Regions from separate parts of the Capsicum annuum genome. Here region 2 is linked to region 1. A link is a contact called in public Hi-C data. All regions are on one chromosome and are shown on one strand. Each heading gives the region's core, a stretch centred on a gene start, on an enhancer-like site or on the middle of the called end of the contact. The rest is flanking DNA. Distances are from core to core; before and after follow the strand shown. Region 1 overlaps LOC107867562 (aspartic proteinase-like protein 1). Region 2 holds the start of LOC107869550 (probable F-box protein At1g60180).

Evidence for each region. Hi-C and Micro-C count contacts between places; a contact is called where the count stands out from the background.
Region 2: a Hi-C map of leaf shows a contact between it and region 1, with 3 times the contacts expected there. The contact joins the promoter of LOC107869550 here to the enhancer-like site in region 1. A contact is called at or near these places in 3 of 5 Hi-C or Micro-C datasets (bud and leaf).

Annotation. Positions count from the first base shown.
Region 1 is chr4:203,002,188-203,005,378 of UCD10Xv1.1, forward strand. It overlaps LOC107867562 (aspartic proteinase-like protein 1), which reads left to right. Exons shown (of 10, transcript XM_016713853.2): 8 at 989-1,049; 9 at 1,147-1,218; 10 at 1,888-2,247. The coding sequence ends at 2,129. Among protein-coding and RNA genes, the nearest start is that of LOC107867562, 8.5 kb to the left of the region's middle. Within about 2 kb of position 1,919, at least 3 of the 5 cell types and tissues checked have an H3K27ac peak or open chromatin away from gene starts, as enhancers often do. A contact at or near this core is called in leaf, where this site is marked.
Region 2 is chr4:203,150,946-203,153,945 of UCD10Xv1.1, forward strand. LOC107869550 (probable F-box protein At1g60180) reads left to right here and starts at 1,655. Exons shown (of 3, transcript XM_016716070.2): 1 at 1,655-2,373; 2 at 2,567-2,728. The coding sequence starts at 1,996.

The DNA.
Region 1 (3,191 bases), core at 669-3,168:
TATTGGCTACAAGGTTGGTTTGGTTCCGTAAATATATCCCATTCACTTAGTTATTACAGTTGTAGCATATCATTTCGCAAATTTGGTCTATGGCTAACTGTGGTCCTGAACATGCATCATGTGGGCATGGTATGGTATATACCGAATACCAGATCGAAACCGAAATTTTTTATACCATGGTATGGATATTATTGTATTTGGTAGGAATTTTAAATTATTTTGGTATTTGGTACGGTATTTGGTATTTTTATGCAATAAATGCCGAAATACCGTATACCGCACCAAAGTTTTTTAATAACATATAAAACCGATATATATATTATATTTAAGATTATTAAATATATTTATATATCATCCATTAGCCAATTGAACACAAAAGTAGCTTTTATTAAGAAATAAATTTTATGGGAAGCTTATTATTTAGTAGTATTATGCTTAAGTTTAGTTACTGTTGTTCAGAGTTTGCATCTCGGACTATTCAATCGTGATTGAAATGTTATTTTTGTGTAATTGATTAACAAAGATAGTTGTTAGCCTCACATGATTGAAACGTTTTTAAAATTTAAAGTTATAGTTTTTTTATATAAATATATGTAATTAGAAACCAAATAAAGTATGGTTACCCAATTACCATACCGTAAAATACCGAAACCGAATTTAAAAATACTGAACCATACCGAACTAATTTGGTATGGTAATGGTATTGTTCTTTTAGATACCGAAAACCGAAGTTATCGTACCGAAGTTTAAAATACCGTACCGTACCGTACCATGCCCACCCCTACATGCATGTTACCCTGCTGCTTTTGCATGCTTAAACAAGAAATTTTCAATTCCTTTATCATAAAGCAAGTATGATTTTTCTATCTCAGAAAGCAAGTATGATTTCTCCATAGGGTTTCCAATGTGTGATTGCAAGTTTGTTATGTATGGACTTTGTTCTGCAGTTTTGATATTGACAGGTTCTTACAGAAGGTATTTTGTGCAGGGTGATAACTTCTATTGTGCAGGTATCCAACCTATTCCAGGAATGATTGGTATTATTGGACGTAAGTTGATTATGTAATTTTATTCATTTAAGGTGCTCATACATGCACGTCGACGGTTGGATGAACAATTCAATTATTTTTGAGTTATGCTTTGCAGAAAACTTTTTGGAGGGATATCGGATGGTGTTTGATTGGGAAAATATGAAGTTGGGTTGGTCTCGCTCCAAGTGTAAGCTCGTTGTGCATATTTAATTTAAATTGGGCTATTTTTTTTTTTAAATTGCTGGATTAAAAGGGAAAGATGAGAGGAGTTTTGTGATAATGTGTGAAATAATTGGATTTTATAGGTATTTCCTTGATGTTCCTGTTTAGAGTTTAAGACTGACACAAGTGGGTTCTTTCTGAAGTTGGTGTTTGTTTTTTTAGAAAATCCATGCGGACACTATGTTTTGCTCATTTGATTTGTATCGCCAGGCTAATTTTAGTAAAACCTATTTTTGTGGAGTTCGGCACATCTAAGTGTTTCACTAAATCCCTCCCTTCAATTTTCTTGTCTATCGAGTTATAATTGGCGTATTAACCACAATAATTATGAAAACCATAGTTAAGTAGAGGTAATTAGCATTATAACAATCGTTGGTTAGTACTTGCCGCATGATCTGGAGTGGTTTTCCTACAAGAGTCTTGAAAGCACGGAGAATATTTTAAAAATCAAGCAAGAACTCAACTTAAGTATGGTTCTTCCGGGGTTGGATATTTCACATGCTTGACCAGTTGACATGTTGAATTCTGTGGCATTGTCATCTGATTTAATAAACAATATGGGTTTCTCTTCTCCATGCCCACTCTTTTGCATTTTGTGTACTTCAATTCAAGGATCCATCTTTTGCATCTTCAGGTCAAGACATAGGCGGGAGTGCAAAGTTACCACTAACACCAACACCACCTCCGAGTGGTTTGACATCAAATCCGTTGCCAACAACTGAACAACAAAGAAGCCCGCATGGACATGCAGTTGCACCGGCCATTGCTGGTAAAGCTACCCCTAAACCATCTGCAGCATCACCAGATGCAGTTTCACGGCATTGCGCTATGAGTTCTCTTCTACTTTCATTGGTTTTATGCTTGTGCCTTATCTGATATTACATTTGTAATTATGTACGTTTATGTAAATTCTCATTTCTTCAATCAGATCCTTTTCTCACAAATGATGTACTCTGCTAGTCAATTAATTTCATTGGTTTTGTTTCTTTCCTCAGATCTATAGCTCTTTCTATGTCATTTTGTGTTCATTTATTTGCATGTCATGATTGAGGCATGACGGGACACAAAGTTGTGATATGACTTGCAATAATTCACGAGCCCGGGATCTTTTATAGGCCTAATCGATTTGAGTAGGAGTAAGCTATCATTCCCAACAACAAAGATTTGTTTTTTTAGGAATACATATGTTACACAAGTGATGCGAGGAGGGAGGACCGAGAAGATCATTGACTGGGGTGGATCCGAATCCATTGAACTGAAATCAGTGTTTTTAAAGGCGGGGTAAGACGAGACATTTTACCTCACGCCGTAAGGCTAGCGTAAGCTACCTCACGGATTTTTTTATAGATAAATCACCCCCCAAAAAAGTAAAACTACATCAAAAAGTATAAAAATAAGAGGAATATGTATCTAAAACTACTTAAGCAAAAAACAAAAAACTAACCAACAGAGCGGAGCCAGCCCTCTTTAGGGGTTCGTTCGAATCCTCTTCGACAGAAAAATATACTATTTATACATGATTAAAATTATTTTTTATGTGGTTATAGTAAGTGTTGAACCCCGTTCGACTTAGTTTTCTTTGAATATTAAATCCCCTTACTTGAAATTCTGGCTCTGCCTCTGCTAACCAAAGTCACATAATACGACTAATAGATAAAGTCAATTTTCGTATAATAGACTATTATATGTCTTCGGAAACAAAAGTTTATATATAAAAAAAAGTACATAATTAATCAACCATCACCTTCTCGTAACTCGATCAATATATTTACGCACCCATTTATCATATATTATATTTTATAAGAGATCTAAAAAATAAATAACTTACAAGTTCGTCATTATGTGACTTCTTGAGTGGGGTCGTCATCGACATCCACCGACAAATACATTTGAAAGAGTGAGTTTTAAATTTTCTTTCATTTTTTATTCGAGCATTTA
Region 2 (3,000 bases), core at 405-2,904, 150 kb after region 1:
CAAATAGTAAAATAACAGTTCCAACTGATCACACATCTGTTACACCAGTTAGGTTTTCTGTTGCACCAAATAACTAACCTGTCGTAACAGATGAGTAATCTGTTGCAATAATACAAAATATATCACTCATCTATTGAGACAATAAATTGTCTGTGCAATAGATCACACATCTATTGCAACATATGAGTGATCTATTAGAAAAGTTAATTAACCTGTTGCAACGAATGAGTAATCTGTTGTAATAGTACAAAAAATATCACTCATCTGTTGAGACAAATGAATGGTCTGTGCAACATATCACACATCCATTGCAACATATGAGTGATCTGTTGGAACAGTTATCAACTGTCAATATTGTTTAGATTTCTTCCAACAGAAGGGTCATCTATCGCGACAAATGAATGATCAGTTGGAAAATCAAGTCTTGGACATGTCCTGTTGGAATAGTTGATAGGATTTTATCCAATAGAGGGTTCATATGTTGCATCAGATGATTAATCTGTTGCATTAGATTTTAAATCTGATGGTTCCTCCATTGCATCAGATGGTTAATCTGTTGCATCAGATTTTTAATCTGTTGTATCAAATTTTTAATTTGTTGAATCAGATTTGTAATCTGATGGTTCAATTGTTGCATCCGATGGTAAATCTGTTGCAACATATGGTTAATTTGTTGCATCATATGGTTAATCTGTTGCATCAAATTTTTAGTTCGTTGGTTCTTCTATTGCATCAGATGGTTAATCTGTTCTGTTGCATCAAATTTTTAGTTCGTTGGTTCTTTTGTTGCATCAGATGGTTAATCTGTTGTATGATATGGTTAATTTATTGCATCAGATTTTTAATCTGATGGTTCCTTTGTTGCATCAGATGGTTAATATGTTGCATTAGATGGTTAATATGTTGCAAAAAAAAATAGTAGCATGATTTTGTTCAATGGAACAACAACAATATCATCATTTTTACCAAGAACAAGAACAAATCAACCCAGTAACGGACACAACACAAAAAACATCAGCATCGTTGTTTTGTTTGTATAAACACAAACAACAAAAATCAAACTTTAAAAAAATGCAACAAATAAAAAAAATCATAGTTCACTCCAAAAAGAGAATAGAAGAAATACCAGAAATTAGGATTTTATTCAGACCGCATTTCAAATTAAAGAAACAAAGAAATTGTTAACCAATACTAGAAGCGAAGTTGACTCAAGTTTCTCATTTTCTTCAAAACTAAAAAGGTCATATTTTTACCTGTGAAAGAAGAAAAGAGACGGTGAATAATTCGAAGTTGTTGTGGCCAGAGAGCAAGACTGTCACGTCGATTAATGGTTGAAAGTCGAAGAAAAACTCGAAGCCCAACTATTTGTAGCCAGAGGTTGAAGTCGCCGGAGATTGAAAGGAGAAATTTGCAGAACTGTTGATTGGGAGAAACTGTCGCGAGAGAGAGGAGAGACAGTTGATTTGGAGAGAAGAGGAGTGTGGGTTAATTTGTATTATTGAAAAGATTAAAAAATTTTAAAAATATTAATCAAGTCCACAATTAACTTAATCAAGTTTCTAATTATATTTGACCCTTTGTAAGTCAATATCGTCAATCATTTAAGACTTAAATGATACTTTCCTTCCATTTTCTCAAATCAGTTGCCGGAAGCACTCTTGGTACAAATTCTCTCTTTTGGAGGCCCAAGATGCCTTCAAATCATCTGTCCTCTCAAAAAGCTGGCATTATCTCTGGAAATCTATTTACAATTTCCATTTCAACGACAGAAATTACAACCATGTCGAGAACTTCGTATCCTTTGTCGACCACGTTTTAACTCATTCTACTTGTTCCAATATCAATAAATTCCAACTCGACATTCATAACAGAGAATGGGATATCCATTCTAAAATCAGCCAATGGTTCATTTTTGCTGTGAATAAAAAAGTGGAACATGTTGTTTTACATGCTTATCCATCTATTGAAGAAACCACTTACTAATTGCCTCTATCTATGTACAGTTGTTCCTCATTGATTACATTGTATTTGAGTTATGTGGTGTTTGATAAAGGATTATGTATAGCTTGGAACTCTCTAAAGAGCTTAACTCTGGACTCGACTGAGTTAGAAGATGATGATATTGTGAGATTATTGTCAAGTTGTCCTGCTTTGGAAACTATGGAGTTCTCATGCTGCGTGGGTTGTCATCGTCTAGAAATGGCTTCTTCAAATTTAAAGACACTAAAGTTACATTCCCATTATCATCTTCCGTTTGTAGGATATGGTACTTTGGAAATTTTTGCCCCACATCTTCAACATTTCGATATTTCAGGAGAACTTCAAAAGTTGAGTTGTGTGACCGAGCTAATAATTGGAAGTTGGCTTGCAGGGGTATGTTTCTATGTCAACAGGCCTTATTCTCTATTTAACTTTTAGAAAAACTAGGCTTTTACAGGTTGTTGTTCCTTAAAGTGTAAAGATGCTTAAATTTTTCATAGAACTATCTTTTGTTGTGGAATACTTTTTCTTTGTAGTTGCTTCTTTCTCTATCATTTACTTTTTTCTTTGAGGTAATTTTCACCAGACCGTGTTCATGATGAATCTCGAAGGAGTGATGCTTCCAAAATTGAGATGCAAGTGTCTAACTCTGAAGTTGTTTGTAACAGACTATAATCTGTATGGAATAGCCAGTATTTTGCAAGCCTTGCCTCTTTTGGAGTCGTTCAACATACAAATGACAGCTGAGGTCGTAATTGCTCTCTATATATGCTCTTCTTTTTGCATCCATATTCAGTTTTGATTTTTAAACCCTCCATTTCCTCCAATGGAGTTACCTAATGAGAACGCAAATATAACATTCCTTATTGTTAAGAATAATTTGTCACCATAGAACTAAAAACTAATGATCAAGGTTGTTGCTTTCTGTCCGGCGAACAAGCTCAGAAAGGAAATGATCATTGACAGCTAGACCTCTTTTTGTTTGGTGTCTGTACAGTATGAGAATTGTAGTCTTTGAGA